Regions from separate parts of the Sus scrofa genome. Here all the other regions are linked to region 1. A link is a contact called in public Hi-C data. All regions are on one chromosome and are shown on one strand. Each heading gives the region's core, a stretch centred on a gene start, on an enhancer-like site or on the middle of the called end of the contact. The rest is flanking DNA. Distances are from core to core; before and after follow the strand shown. Region 1 has its middle 330 kb from the start of NFIB. Region 2 has its middle 360 kb from the start of MPDZ. Region 3 has its middle 380 kb from the start of MPDZ.

What was found. Hi-C and Micro-C count contacts between places; a contact is called where the count stands out from the background.
Region 2: a contact with region 1 is called in a Hi-C map of skeletal muscle, with 7 times the contacts expected there. The contact joins two enhancer-like sites. A contact is called at or near these places in 2 of 47 Hi-C or Micro-C datasets (both in skeletal muscle) and 1 of 2 datasets of contacts at active chromatin or transcription factors (skeletal muscle).
Region 3: a contact with region 1 is called in a Hi-C map of skeletal muscle, with 5 times the contacts expected there. The contact joins two enhancer-like sites. A contact is called at or near these places in 1 of 47 Hi-C or Micro-C datasets (skeletal muscle) and 1 of 2 datasets of contacts at active chromatin or transcription factors (skeletal muscle).

What each region holds. Positions count from the first base shown.
Region 1 is chr1:208,513,452-208,518,447 of Sscrofa11.1, reverse strand. No RefSeq gene overlaps it. Among named protein-coding and RNA genes, the nearest start is that of NFIB, 330 kb to the right of the region's middle. Within about 2 kb of position 2,702, at least 10 of the 83 cell types and tissues checked have an H3K27ac peak or open chromatin away from gene starts, as enhancers often do. A contact at or near this core is called in skeletal muscle, where this site is marked.
Region 2 is chr1:208,823,386-208,828,381 of Sscrofa11.1, reverse strand. No RefSeq gene overlaps it. Among named protein-coding and RNA genes, the nearest start is that of MPDZ, 360 kb to the left of the region's middle. Within about 2 kb of position 3,066, at least 16 of the 83 cell types and tissues checked have an H3K27ac peak or open chromatin away from gene starts, as enhancers often do. A contact at or near this core is called in skeletal muscle, where this site is marked.
Region 3 is chr1:208,794,859-208,799,854 of Sscrofa11.1, reverse strand. No RefSeq gene overlaps it. Among named protein-coding and RNA genes, the nearest start is that of MPDZ, 380 kb to the left of the region's middle. Within about 2 kb of position 2,679, at least 6 of the 83 cell types and tissues checked have an H3K27ac peak or open chromatin away from gene starts, as enhancers often do. A contact at or near this core is called in skeletal muscle, where this site is marked.

The sequences.
Region 1 (4,996 bases), core at 1,453-3,952:
TATGGGAAGGTAAAGGAATTTCTTCTGAAACACAGGAGGTAACTTCTAAAAGTGGAATTTTGGACACCTCTCAGGATACTAGCTAAGAGGACATCAAATGCTTTAAAGAAGTTATTAAATTAACATGAAATATTTTTACTTGTGGCAGAAATAAGAAAGAATAGACAAGTAAGTTTCTTAACAAAGTACTTATTTCTTTAGAAATTATGCTGGGTTAGGAGTTCCTGTCGTGGCTCAGTGGTTAACGAATCTGACTAGGAACAATGAGGTTGTAAGTTCAATCCCTGGCCTTACTCAGTGGGTTAAGGATCTGGCATTGCCATGAGTTGTGGCGTAGGCTGCAGATGTGGCTCAGATCTGGCATTGCTGTGGCTCTGGCATAGGTTGGCGGCTACAGCTCTGATTAGACCCCTAGCCTGGGAACCTCCATATGCCATGGGAGCAGCCCTAGAAAAGACAAAAAGACAAAAAGACAAAAAAAAAAAAAAAAAAAAAAGATTATGCTGAGTTAATCCAGCCACCAATTTCTATAGCATAAATATAAAGCAAACCTCAAATTTTAAGTAACTTGTCCAAAAGTCCATGAATTAGTTACTGCTAGAATGAAGATTTGAGCCCAGGACAATTGATTTCAAAATCAATGTCTTTGACCAGTGTCCACACACATATACACACACATATGGGAGAGAGAAACATATCACATACATTCATAATGAAGTTGATTGACCAAATTACCTTTGTCCTATAAATTTCTAAGACTCTTGCAACAGATAATTTTCAGACTGTTTGAAGAGGCAGCCTCCGCTCCTTCTTCCTTTTGATAACAATGCCCAGATTTTTCTCTTAGAAACAACCTTCTCCCAAATGAACTTCAGGCTGACTTCTACTCCAGCTCCCAGACATGAGAGCTTCAGCCTTGGCCAGAGAACTGCATTCCCCTAGCCACAAGGTTGCTTTCCAGTTGTGCATGTGGATTAATCTAAGCCAGATCCCATAAGACATTTTCTGAGGCTCCTAGAAGAAAGACAGGTTCTCTTTCCACCACCTGGACATGAAACTGGAAGGCCCTATCATGCAGCCGTCATAACAATATATGGAGGTCTGAGAAGGAAATTAGACTTTGGAAAAGCAAAAATGGGTCAAAGGTGGAAATGGACCAGCTGCTGAGGACTTTTGGGTCTCCCAGGTCAGTCATGAGCAAAGCCAGCCCTACCCCCCAAGTTATATGAATTTATAAAGTACCTTTTTAATGTAAGCCAGTTTTGACTATGTTTTCTATTGTCTCCAACAGCAAGAGTCCCAAAGATACAGTTTTCCCTTCTTGGGAAGACAGGACAGGTGAGGGACAGTCCCTGTTTTAATCAGCATAGCAGGGCTCAAAATCTTAACGAGGGGAACAGGACAGAAAATGAGATTTCAGGGGTCAAAAAAAAAGCTGTACTAAGGCTCCCCTAAACCTTAGGTTCCCACTGTGGAGTGAGACAAGGGTTCAGCCCTCCCTCAGGGTCTCCACCTCTGTGTTCCTGAAGTTTCAATAAATAGCAGAGAGCTCAAATATCTTTAATGAGATGATAAGAAGCATGATTAAGGGGCAAAAGCTTTGTTTGCTGTGCAGTACTTTTTTTCCTTTCCCCTCTCCTTCACACGCACCCCTCCCTTGTATATATAAACATACGCACATCCATGCAGCCTCCAGACCCCGGGATAAAGGAACTTTGAAAGGAGAACCACACCCTTCCTGTTTCTCTCTTCTACCTCCAAGTCGAACATAGAAAAATATCCCAGCATCGTGATGCCTGTAACTCAATCCAGGCTAAATGTGGAAATTGCGAAGCTGAGGCTGAAATAGACACCATATCCTTAACTCAATCTCATTGGATCTCTTTAAAACAAAATAAGAAAGGAAGGGACAAAGACAAATCACACAGAGGAGAATGGTCGCCTAAGTAAACCATCAAGTCGGGTTGGTCTGTCTTTTATCATCATGAGCCCAGAACCTGCCAGTGCTGCCAGTGTACTTTTGTTGAGAGTTATCACTGGCTATATAAACAACGCATATCTTTTTTGGGCAGCAATAATACACACTCTCACACACACACAATTAATGCTCTTTGCCTTTTCTATAGCTCTATCCCAGGCAGAGAGGGAACGTTTTGAGGACCCGATGACTTAAAGGGGAAATGCTGTCTTTCCTAAAATTCAGCCTCACACTGCCTTTTCTCTTACTTTGAGCATCTGAAACTTGAAACAGAAAACTGAAGCCAACCAAACCAAGAAGCCAGGGCAACTGCCTGGCAAGGGTTAAAAGCAGATCAAAATCAAATGGCACACTGCACCATGTCTTCTGCATGACTGATACTGCAATCGATCTGCAGCGGTTCATTTTCTCTCTGGAATCTCTGCCTACTGAGAACAAATACAAACACATGTGGAACCAATAGGAAGCAGACGAAGGGCTTTAAGGGTTCTGCACCAACGTGTGTCAGAGAGTGCTCACGTAGCAGATGGGGCAATTAATAAAGAGTCAAGCGGTATGACTCTGTCAAAGAGCCTTGAAGTGCTAACAATCCGCTTTTGTCTGCCCCACTGGAGAGTACAGATGGATTCTGATTCAGAACGAGGACGGCATTGTGTCCAGCTTGCTCTGGTACAGCGTCCGAGGATGAACAGAGGCCCAGGTGTCCGACGTCACCCATTTTCAAGGAAAACATGATACTGATTCTACCCACACACACCCCACCCCTGCCCCACTAGCATTTGAATTGCTGCAGTGATCACTAATCCAGAGGAAATTCGAATTTATAAGTAAATCAGTCTTTCAGAAAGATCTGAAAAGGAAGGATTTGCCATCAAAGCATTGCTGGTTTGCACACACACCTTGCTATCCATTGATTCTAATTGCGAATCCAGAATTCTTGCCCTTCAGCTGACAGCTAGAAATGATTAAATTCACTTAAGACTGAACCTCTAGTAGGTGCTATTTTATTTTTTTTAAGATGCAGAAATCAGACTATGGCTCTTGCAAGTGGTCAGGGGAGGTCACATGATTCTTTAAGTCACTGTGAGTCCCAAGGTTCTAGTGAATTTCCAGCTTAGTGCACTGCATTTGGCCCAAATCCCTCACCTCTGTCCTCCTTGGCTCCTTGAGCCACCACCATCACTGACTCTAACCGCTTTCCTTCCTCTCTGAACCAGGTCCAGAACAGCGGGAATGTGTCTGTCACTCCCAAGGCAGCTGCACAGAACTGAGAGTGTGTTCTGCTGCCCAAACTCAATGCCAACCCAGAGTGATCTGGATGCCAACCTCTCACAATTCCCTTCCCAAAGACATCAGAATTATCACTGGGAAAGAGCACATTAGGTGTTCCACTGTGAACTCTTTCTCTATAAACCTTTGTGATACAAGATGCCCTGTGACCATTAGCTGTCTGGGGGCTTTTCTCTTGGAATCTCCCCTTCACTCATCATTCAATGGAATCAGAATCTGGAATAGATGGATCAAAATAAAATATCTCCTCAGACAGTTCATGAGAGACCACAGACAATTCACTAGGCTGTGTTGTGGTTGCTGCTGCTATGATGTTAGCTGGTGGGCTTTCCATGTGGGCTGAGGGTCCGGAATTCATAGACTTTGTTCAAATTAAAATTGAAAATTTAATTCAATTCCGCAAACACTTCTGGAGCTCCCTTGCTAGCTGGTTTCACACCTCAGGTTTAAGGCCTATTTAAAGTGCAATATTTCTATTTTTAGGCTGAAGAAGAATTTCTAGCTTCTTTTGTCAAACCACCTAATTTAGAGATAAGTGCTAGAGAACTCAAGTGGTGTGGGAAAAGTCATCCATCTAGAGGCAAAGCCAAGTCAAGGTCAAGCCCAGTTCTCCTGATTAGACCCCAAAGATCAGTGCTTTTTCTTCCACACTAGCCCATCTCCAACTCTTAGGAGATGAAGACATTCTACTTTATTTACACTTTATCACTACATCTCACCCATAGGCCCTGCACCCGTGTTTTGGTAAGTAGGAAGGAGGAAACTGCTATGTTGATTCTTCTTACGTTCAAGTAAGAGATCACATCCATTTTATTAAAGATACCATGACAAAACAGAATTTCAACCTGATGAGTAACATAGTTGTTTGGCTTACCTAAAGATAAAATTCCCTCTGGCAAATTATTCACTATCTGATCCCTGCCCAATGAGGCTCCACACTTTTCAGAAGCAAATTATTTTTTTTTTCTTTTTGAATGAGCCCATGGCATACAGAAGTTCCATGGCCAGGGATTGAACCCATGCCACAGTAGCTACCTGAGCTGCAGCTGTGACAACATGAGATCTTTAACTCACTGAGCCATGCAGGAACTCCTAAGTACTCTTTTTTTTTTTTTTTTTTTTTTTTTTTTTAATTTTTATTTTATGGCTGCGCTGGCTGCATATGGAAGTTCCTGGGCCAGGGATTGAATCTGAGCTGCAGCTGCAGTCTATGCTGGGTCCTTTTACCCATTGTGCTGAGCCAGGGATTGAACCCACACCTCAGCAGCAACCAGAGCCACTGCAGTCAGATTCTTAACCAACTGTGCCACAGCGGGAACTCCAGAAGCAAATGCTAACTCCTTCACTAGCGCTCTCTTTATACCTTAAGATTCAGATCCCAGCATTATGAAGTGATTTCTGCTTCCCAGCCCTGCCACTTCACTGGTATGGGGAGCTTTGCACACCAAAACCTGCTTTCTCCTTCTTCTATAATAGAGTGCAACAAGACATAAACTAGAAATGACATTCTCCAGCATCTTTGGTAGTTAGGTGTATGACCTGTAATTAACTCTTCCCAAAGGGTATGCAACATCCAGGTCTGAGCTCTAAATCAATAGACTCCTGCCTGCTTTTTCCTCCTTCTCATAGCCTGGACCATAGTTGGGAAAACAGCTTCCATTGATCAAGTGAGGCAATACTCAAGGGAGTAGTGAATCAGTGAGACAGAAGAAACCTGGGTCCTTGATC
Region 2 (4,996 bases), core at 1,817-4,316, 310 kb before region 1:
TCTAGAGACATTTTTGGTTATCACAACTGGTATCAGGCAAGTATTACTTACATCTAGTAAGTAGGAGCCAAGGATGCTACAAAGAATTCAACAGGTAAAGAACTACTTCTCACGACAAAGAATTATACACTTCAAAATATCAGTATTACTCCTGTTGAGAAAATCTGTGCTAAGTACTTCATCTGAAATGAGCATTTTTTAGGAAGTTGATAATTGTGGAAAATAGTTTCAACTAAATATGTTTTGTAATCTAATATGTATATATATATTTGTTACATATCATTTATTTATATTATATATAAGTAAACATTGTTGTTGTTCATTTGTTTGTTTAAATAGGGTTTATGCACTTGGGATAAAGGAACATCAACCTTAGTCCAGAAAGCTTAAGAGCCGACAATAAAACTAAACAGAAAAATGATACAAATAGGAATCAAAAAGTAATAAGGAAAAAGTAAGAGAAATCACAGTAGTTAAGAAAAAAAAGACAAATATAAAATAAGTACATTTGTTAAGAGGCTGACTACTTGAAAAGACCTGTGAAATATATAAAACCCCCAGCAGACTTATGATAGTTTTTAAATTAAGGAAAAAAAAATAGGAAGAGCAAAAAACAAGTAAACAACATTAGGACCAAAAGACTAGAGAACCACAGATATGGAAGAAATTAAAAGTTATAAATGAATGTGATATAAAAACACAATTTAGAAAACACAAAATATGTGGTTCATAATCAAATACAAAAGAGTGTCACTTCAGAATCATGGGCATCCCTAGGGAACAAGAGGGGGAAGGATGGAGTTGAGATTTTAGCTCCAGGAGCAATATTTTGTTTTTATTTTTTAAAATAGAATCTGAAGCAAATTCAATAAAATGTTAACATCTGTTAAATCTGGGTGGTCAGTGTTTGGGTGTCTCTTATCTCAAGTTCTGACCTTTTCAGAATATATGAAATATTTCATAATTCAAAATAGAAAAAATTTTAAATAGCTCTTGTCATAGAAATTTGGCAAAAGGTCTTTTAAACAGCTAAATAAATTCAATTTGCTGATTTTTCTCAGGCCTATTTTCCCAGTCAAATAATTCAAAGAGAATAATCAGTGATGATTTCTATTTTTAAAGATATTCCCCTCTGATTTCACTTTGATAAGTTGTAGGAGTAGGTTAAGTATTTTCTGGGAATACTCATACACAATAAATGTCACATATCTAAGTTCTGAATCCCACTCAAGACAGTTGAGGCGTTTGATATTAATGATCATTGGACAACAAAAAAACAGAGGCATGAGCCAAGCTCTTAGTCCATGGAAATTACCATCAGTGCTGTTCCTCCTCTGATTAGCTGTTGTTTCTGCCAAGGCTGCCCTTGCCATCACTCGAGCATGACACACTGTGCCTACTCAGACTCGTCTGCCCCAGCGGTCCTCTTTGCCAGCCTCAGATCTAATTACTGAAATCTTCACTACTGTTCTCAACACCTCACACAGTAGCCCACATAGGTACCCTGCTGCTACTTCTCACTCCAGATCCCATCTGCCATTTGTGGAAACCACCCAAGCCCTCTTGCTTCTCTCAGTCTTAGGGAATCTTCACCAAACTCAGGCATACCATATTTTTTCCATCTCTTCTACCTTCAGCTTTCATCCACTTCTTCCTCAGGAACCCATACTCAACAATCCTAGACTATTCTCAAAGATTAAATTAGGGTAGGGGTTATGGTTTGAGGGCAACTTTTATTTCTAACTGGCAAAAGCTGTGAATAACTGCTTGGAGCAGAAAACTCAGAATTCACAGCATAAAACTTGGTTCCCCTCCTTTGAAATCTGGGAGAAAGAAACTGCACTTTCTATACTAACCTTCTATAGCAGCTTGAAAAAAAATTCAATCATATTTTGCATAACCAGCACACAATCCCACTCTTTTACATAGGTTCTGCCAATGCCCAGATAAAAAATCAAGTGTCCTTTGAGGAGAGTCCTCTGCACATTTTGGTTGTGAACATGTCCTCTCATCCTGTAGTTTCTTCAAAATACCAGATTGGACGCCAGGATGAGAATGTACAAATGAATTACCCACAGTCTGCTAGTTCATTTTTGCACACCTCGTGCTTTTAGTATTATTTGTTCTCTTACCTCTGACCTGGTTCTGTCAAAAGACAATTTCAGAGTGGGAAACTCCCTAAGGTCTTCCTCAGGAATGATTTCAGCCAAAAATTAATTGAGTCTCTGTTATCTCCTTTCTCATTTTTTCTATGGACCTTTTGCACTATATCCATCTCGCTGTTTTTGGCTGGCTTCCTCCCTTCAATTTATTTAAAGAACTGCATATTGTGGGCTTTGCCATTGCTTGCAGAGAGCTGTGTGTGTGTGTGTGTGTGTATGTGTGTGTGTGTGTCTGTGTGTCTCTGTGTGTGTGTGTGTGTCTGTATAGGGGATCTATTTACTTCTGAGTTAGCATCTGACTGCCCATATTTCCTGGGCTCTGTTATTGCTTCTCTTGGGCAGGCTGACTTCCTAGTTTTTAAAAGATGCTTTCCCCAAGAATAGCCTCTTCCAGAATAGCCTCTGGGATACTTATTGCCCGTAAAGCAGGAGGAATTTTTTTTTTTTTTTGGAATGTCTGAGATTTAGATGCATGGCACACAGCTTTTTGGCCTTCTAATAGGTAATTGGTATTTTTAGAGGTCACCAAGATTTTAAAAGGTACTTGAAAATATATGTATTCATTTTTATCCCCCAGACTAATGCCTACAGTTTTCTTGTAGCTTGCTTTTCTAAAATTGAATAATCTAGTGAGCTAAAAAAATTTCTTTTTGAAATGCTAAAGTCACATTTTTGTGACCACCATGATATACCCACAATACTTCCAAACTAGCCTCCATACATTGCCCAGAACCTAACCTAGCTGACATATGAATTATTTATTGCTGTGCTACAAGCAAACCTCAAACTCAGTGACTTCAAACAACAAGCATGTATGACTGCTCATGAGTCTACAGGTCAGCAGAGTAGCTATTCTGGTCTTGGCTGGGTTTACCCTTGGATCTGTGGTCGACTGGAGATTAAGCCGGCAGCTCTAGGCTGGGCTCTTTCACATATTTGGAGGTCAGCTGGTTGTAAACTGGTCTGGGCTGACCTTAGCTGGGACAGTTGTACTCTCCTTACATCATTTCTCACTCTCCAGCAGGCTAGTCTAGTTTATTTAAATGACTGTGGCAGAGTTCCAAGAAAGTATGGAAGCAGGAAGGGCCTCTTCTAGTTGAGACTTATAACTGGCATATTGTACCTTAGCCACATTCTGGAATAAGGCCAGACCAGATCTCACGGAGAAGGACAGAATCTAGTTCTTGAAGGAGGAGTTGCAAATTCACATTGTAATGAGGTGTAGATATAGAGAGAAGACAAATTGGGGCCACGTTTATATTCAATCTGCCTGCCCCTGTTGATCTCCTTTCATCCTTAGTTGTAAAAATCAAAGTAAACCAAAAAAGATTTACTGGTTACCTACTATGAACAAAACATCTTATTAGTCACTGATAGGACCTTTTCTGCAGAAATTTAAAATCTTAGGATATAAAAAGGTAAAAGTTAGATACTCTTACCAGTTTTGATTTATGAGTAGGCTATGATACAAAATTTCTTTTTTTTTTTTTTGAGTTGATTATTTAAAATCTGGAATACATTTTCCCATAGAAACATAAATTGTAATTTGGAACGCAGACAAAGTCATTTTTAAGCCATAATTTATGGTATACAATATAGTACTCAATTATATCATAAATATTATAGGAAATAATTACCTGCGTGAGAGGTTTATATTTAAACATTTGTCCCTTAATTAGTACTAAGGAAATACCAGTAAGTCTCTCACCAGCATCCTCCCCACCCCCTAATTTGGGGATAGAGCTGGAAGATGATTCACTCTGAAAGTAGAAAAACTGCATTGCACACCTTTATATCTCAGCACTCTTAAGTGCATTATCTGTTTAATTTTTGTAATAGACTGCTGAAGAAAGCATTAGTATATCCTTTTTATATTTGAGAAAGTAGAAAAACCAGTGATGATATATAACTCACACAAGGGCCTAAAGCAGGAAATTTTTGTTATGAGTGTCCACATAAGTGCAAATGTCTTGCTTTTCTCACAATTCCTCTTTACCCTGCTGAAACAAATACTGTGAGCAAAGGAATGTCACATACAATATCTCAAATGAAATAAAATTCATGGGCTAAAACCGAAGATACATACCAAATGCAAACATCATGGGTTCAGAGACAGTTTGTAAACATGCCGCTGATATGGCCATTTTGCGTCCCAAGCATCTATTAGAATATGGGATGCTCTCCCAAATGGAACTAAAGAACAAAAGTGATCTTTCATTTGAATTAATGGAAACAAAGTATAACATTATCCACCTGAGCATCTACCAGACTACAGAGCAGTTGTTCTAACTGTAGAGGGACAGCTGTCCATATGAAGTATTTCAAAAAAGGAGTTAAAGAATAAGAATCTGCCAAGGAAGGATCAGTTTGAAATGAAAAACACTGAGCCTGATGAAGGTGATTTTCTGGTCACTGGTGTGGCATACAGTGTTGCAGAATGCAGATAAATGATCAAATTTTACATGGAAAAATTACTTTTAACTACCTTATATTCTTTCTTGTTCAGAATACTTATACGGCTTCTTAAAAAAAAAAAAAAAACTCATTAAACCTATTTTAGCTTTTAAGTACCTTTGGAAGGAGAAGCCATACCTAGCTAGTACTAAATCTTGAAACCCTCTCTCCTGGACCTCAATATCCAGTTTCCTGTGTGTTTTATTGGCATGTCTTAAAAATCCCTGTCTAATCAACTTATGGTTGTAAAAGTTTGTTTGTAAGGTCATTTATTTGAACTTGGAATTGATTTGTTTTTGTTGCAACAATATTATAAGTCAAGAGTTACAAGTCCTAGCCTGTACAGGAAAACAGACAGGTTATGTAAGTAAAGGAGGCAG
Region 3 (4,996 bases), core at 1,430-3,929, 280 kb before region 1:
TGGAGTTAATGCTGTTACCTCCCCCCCATACATGCTGTTGTGTCTTGTTACTTGTGGTGGGCTGCAATTCTGGCTTTGAGCCCATATGATACAGAGACATGAAGACATGACTCATGATGACCACAAGATAAAAACAAAACAGCAGCTCAGGACAAGCTCAGCTATTCTTGGTTTGGGGGCTGAGAGACATTTTTCCCATGGGCCTGCATGGAAAGAACATTGTGAAATATACCAAACTATGTCCCCAACCATATCCATATCATAAATTTGATCATGCTTTCACGCATTTTCTTATAAAGTTTTTTTTAATGTGGGCCAATGGTATAATGACAGAGCAAGTACACAGGGGCTAAAATGATAAATGTCAGGCTGGGAGGTTTCATACATGTAGAAAAGAAATTTTTGTAGTTTCAAAGCAAGGGAGCAATGATGTGGGCTGGAGAAATTCAGAAAGGCTTCATAGAGAAGGGGATATTCAGCTGGGCCTTGAACAAAGATCTGAAGGCATCAGATAAGTTGACAGCATTGAAGAAGCCATTCCTGTTAGTTAAGGGAATAATGCAAACCAAAGAGTGGAAGGAAGAATGTGACAGGAAAATTTAAGGAAACAAGTAGGCCAGGCTGATTTATGATGAAGAATGGGTAGGGAGACTAAAAAGATATGTTGAGGCTAGACCTTGGAGGCACCATAAGCCAGGCTAAGAAGTTAATTCTTTATGTGAGAGACAAAGGGTAGGACACTGAAATGTTTCAGGTTTCAGGAGTGTTCTGATAAAAGCTATTTTTTACAAAGATTAATCTGGCTGTCTTTAGCTGGATAAATTAGGAAAGCAAGCAAGCAAGAAAGTTAGAAAGCTCTTCCTCAAGCCTCTAGACAATGCCTTTGTGATGAAACATAGCCGCATCCTGACTTTACCTATAGAAAAGTTTAAAGGATTGACTAAAGGTAATTGTCTCTAAGGCAACAATGAGGGCATGCCCATAACCACCAGTTAGTTCCTTCTCTGGGGCCATGGTTTAAATTTAGATTGTGGGTTGAGACAGCAACGCAAAGCAGCTAATGAAAGCAGGGTGGAAGTTTTAGATCTTTCTCAAAGCAACATGGAAAAGAAGGGAGAGATGGAAAACAAAATATTTTAGAAGGGAGTGGAAAAGATGACTGACTCATGGCACTTAATGCATATAGAGAAGGAATGTTTATGCTGCAAATCAAGAGCAGGGCTGTGCCCCTGGCCTCCCCACTGGAAAGGAAGGATGTTCTATAGACCTGCATAAAGGGGGCATTACACCCTCATATGGCTCAGGCGGCTATTTACCAGGCAAACACTCAGGGATTCCAACTGTCTTTTCTTTAAAGAGGAAGCCTGTCTCCTGCTGTTTCTGGATCCAGTGCCTGCTGACAGCAGTTTGGAGGCACATACCACCCCATGTGCTGCTCCTCCATTCCTTTCTGTGTTTGCAAAGCTAGTATGCCTCACTGAGCATATTCACTGTTCTCCGCCTTGCACAAAACCTCAGATTCCTTTCTGAAATTCCTTTGTGTCTCTGTGTGTACTTGAACCTCCAGGTCAGTGATCATGAACCTCCCGCTCAGCACCTGAAGAAAGTTAAAACAAATGCAAGGACTTTAGAACCTTGTTCTGCCCTGAGCTGGTTGACTAGTAATGTATATATTATTTGGTTGGTTTGGTTTTTAAAGAAAGAAAAAGAACAACAACAAACATTCTATCTTTGGAAACGAGCGTGGCAAGAGGCTCCACCTGCTGGCCTAGGAGGCTTCTGAAAAGTTGAGACCCATCGTCTCAGGCTGGAAATGACATCCATTCCTAGTCTTTCCAGGGCCCCAGCTCTCTCACTGGTAACTTTGAAAGACAGTGATGGCCATAGTGTGGCTTGGTTTCTCTAGGTTTCCATCCATTAAAAGTCTGTAGGTCAGGAGTTCCCGTTGTGGTGCAGTGGTTAATGAATCCGACTAGGAACCATGAGGTTGCGGGTGCGGTCCCTGCCCTTGCTCAGTGGGTTAACGATCCGGCGTTGCCCTGAGCTGTGGTGTAGGTCGCAGATGCGGCTCGGATCCCGCGTTGCTGTGGCTCTGGCGTAGGCCGGTGGCTACAGCTCCGATTCAACCCCTAGCCTGGGAACCTCCATATGCCGTGGGAGCGGCCCAAAGAAATAGCAAAAAGACAAAAAAAAAAAAAAAAAAAAAAAAGTCTGTAGGTCAAACACTTCTGGTGATGAAAGAGCACTTGACTGAGAGTGAAAAAGTTTGAACTCTAATTCCAACTGTGTCACTATTATTACAGTGACCTTGGACAAATGCTTCCTTTTCTTCAGTGTTTCAGTGTCCAACTGTAAAATGGGAATTAAAGTTCCTTTCCTGCCCGTCTTACAGGTTGACGTTGAGAACTGATTAGAGATTATTCAGAACATAATGACTTTTTAACGCTAAAGCCTTGTACAAACAAATTGAAAAGATTTTAACCTATGGAAAGCTTTGCTGGAAAGAAGAGGTTTTAGAAAATCTCTTGTTGGATGGAAGATTTTCTGTTGTGGTAACATCTTCAGTGGATCTTTGTTGACAGGAGGAGATTCTTCAAATGACAGCCTCAGTGTGATAGTGTTCCCACATCATCCTCTGATTAATGGGCTGCTCTGTCTATGTGAGTGTCAGGGCTGGTGGGGATGAAGGAGCTGGGAACTTTGCTGATAAAGGTACCTCTAGGGCAGTTCTCCCTCTGAACTTTACATCCTGTGTAAAGCAAATGATGAAAAAGATCCCTTTCTCTTAGATGTAAGCATTGTCTCTTTTCCATCCTACTAACCACACAGATATGAGGACTGGAAAGAAAACCAGAGATTTCATAAGGCAACACTTGCATCTGAAAGATGAATAAGGGGTAGCTCAGAGTCTGAGGGACTCAGAGTTACAGAGCTACCCGGTTGGGCTAAAACAGTTCTCAAGCTCACAGATGGCTAGGTCTAAACTTAGCTGTACTTAGGAAACTCTGGATAGCTCTGAGATAGTTACTCACCTTCCCATGACTTTGTTTACTCACTTAAAAATAGAAATGGAAAATGATCCTACCTTAAAGGCTTCTAGGGTAGTACTGGCAAGAAGAAAACATGCTTTGCCAATTTACCTCCCTTTATAATATAATTATTATCATTTAATTAGAAGTTTGAAAGCCTGAATTTAAGTGTTAGAATAGTTACATGAATATAATTAGCTTATTTATGTGTGTGTGTATATATATGTATATAATGATCTTTTCATAGGTATATGTATATAAAATATATTCATATGTATATATATACTATAATTTTGTAACATATATTACATATATTCAATATTTATAAAATATAATAGTTATATATAATATTTTGATGTTTCAGTAATACAGTGATTATATGATAAATATATTCAATAGATAATTTATATATATACACATACATACATACTATATAAATTAGACTAGTTATAATTTGCTACAGGTACCAAAGACTATTATTAATATTTGTTAACACATTCAAAATAGACTAAGTATAAATTACTAATGTATTTAATTACTACATTTTATTGTTTAGAGCTCTTCTAGGTTCACAGCAAAATTGAGTAGGAAGTACAGAAAACTCCTATATCCCCACTGTCCCCACACACTCACAATGGAAATTCCGCAACATGGTGGTACATTTGTTATGACTGACAAAGTTGCATTGACATGTCATTATTACACAGAGTCCAGTTTTCACTAGGGTTCACGCTTGGTGTTGTACATTCTGTGGATTTGAACAAATTTATGACTTGTATCCATCATTGTAGTGTCATCCAAAATAGTCTCACTGCCTTGAAAATCCTCTGAGATCGGCCTATTCATGCATCCCTTTGCCCTAACTCGTCAGTCGCTCATCTTTTTACTCTCTCCATAGTTTTGCCTTTTCCAGACTAACATACACTTAGAATTATATAGTATGTATCCTTTTGAAATTGGTGTCTTTAACTTAGTAATATGTATTTTAAGATTCTTCTATGTTTTTTCATGGCTTGGTAGCTCATTTCTATTTAGGGCTGAATAACTTTCCGCTATCTGGATGTACTAGAATTATCCACTAACACACCAAATGACATCCTGGTTGCTTAAAAGTTTTGTCAATTATGAATAAAGCTCTGATAAACACTGTGTGCAGGATTTTGTGTGGACAAATGTTTGGGTCCATTTGGGTCAATAATCAGAAGTGTGATTACCGGATTATGTACTAAAAATACGTTTAGTTTGGTAAGAAACAGCTAAGTGACTGTACCACTCTGCATTTTCACTGGCAACAAACGAGCATTCCTGTTATTCTATATTCTTATCAGCATTTGGTGTTGTCAGTGTTCTGGAATTTGGCCATTCTAATAAGTGTTTAATAATATTTCATTATTTGCAATTCCCAAGTTACATAGAAGGTTGAGCATCTTTTCATATCCTTCTTGCCATCTGTATATGTTCTTTGGAGAAGTGTTTGTTCACGTCTTTTGCCCATTTTTAGAAGATTATTCTTAGAATGGTTTTATGTTCACAGAAAATTGAAAGTTACAGAGATTTTCCATATACTCTATGATCATACACAGGCTTAGTTTTTCCCATTATCAAGGGCCTCTACCGGTGGTACACTTGTTACAATTGATAAGACTACATTGACACATCATAATCATCCAAAGTGTATAGTTCACAATGTGGTTCTCTCTTGGTATTGTATATGCTATGAGCTTGGAAAATGTATAATGACATGTATCCATCATATAGATTCATACAAAGTATGTTCACTTCCCAAAAAATCCTCTGTGTACCACCTATTCATTCCCCCACCCTACACCCAACCTCTGACAATCACTGAAATTTTTATTGTCTTTATAATTTTATCTTTGCCAGAATGTAACCTCCTTGGAATCTTTTGCCTATTTTTTAACTGAATTGTTGTTTTCTTACTCTTGAATTTTAAGAGTTCTTCATAT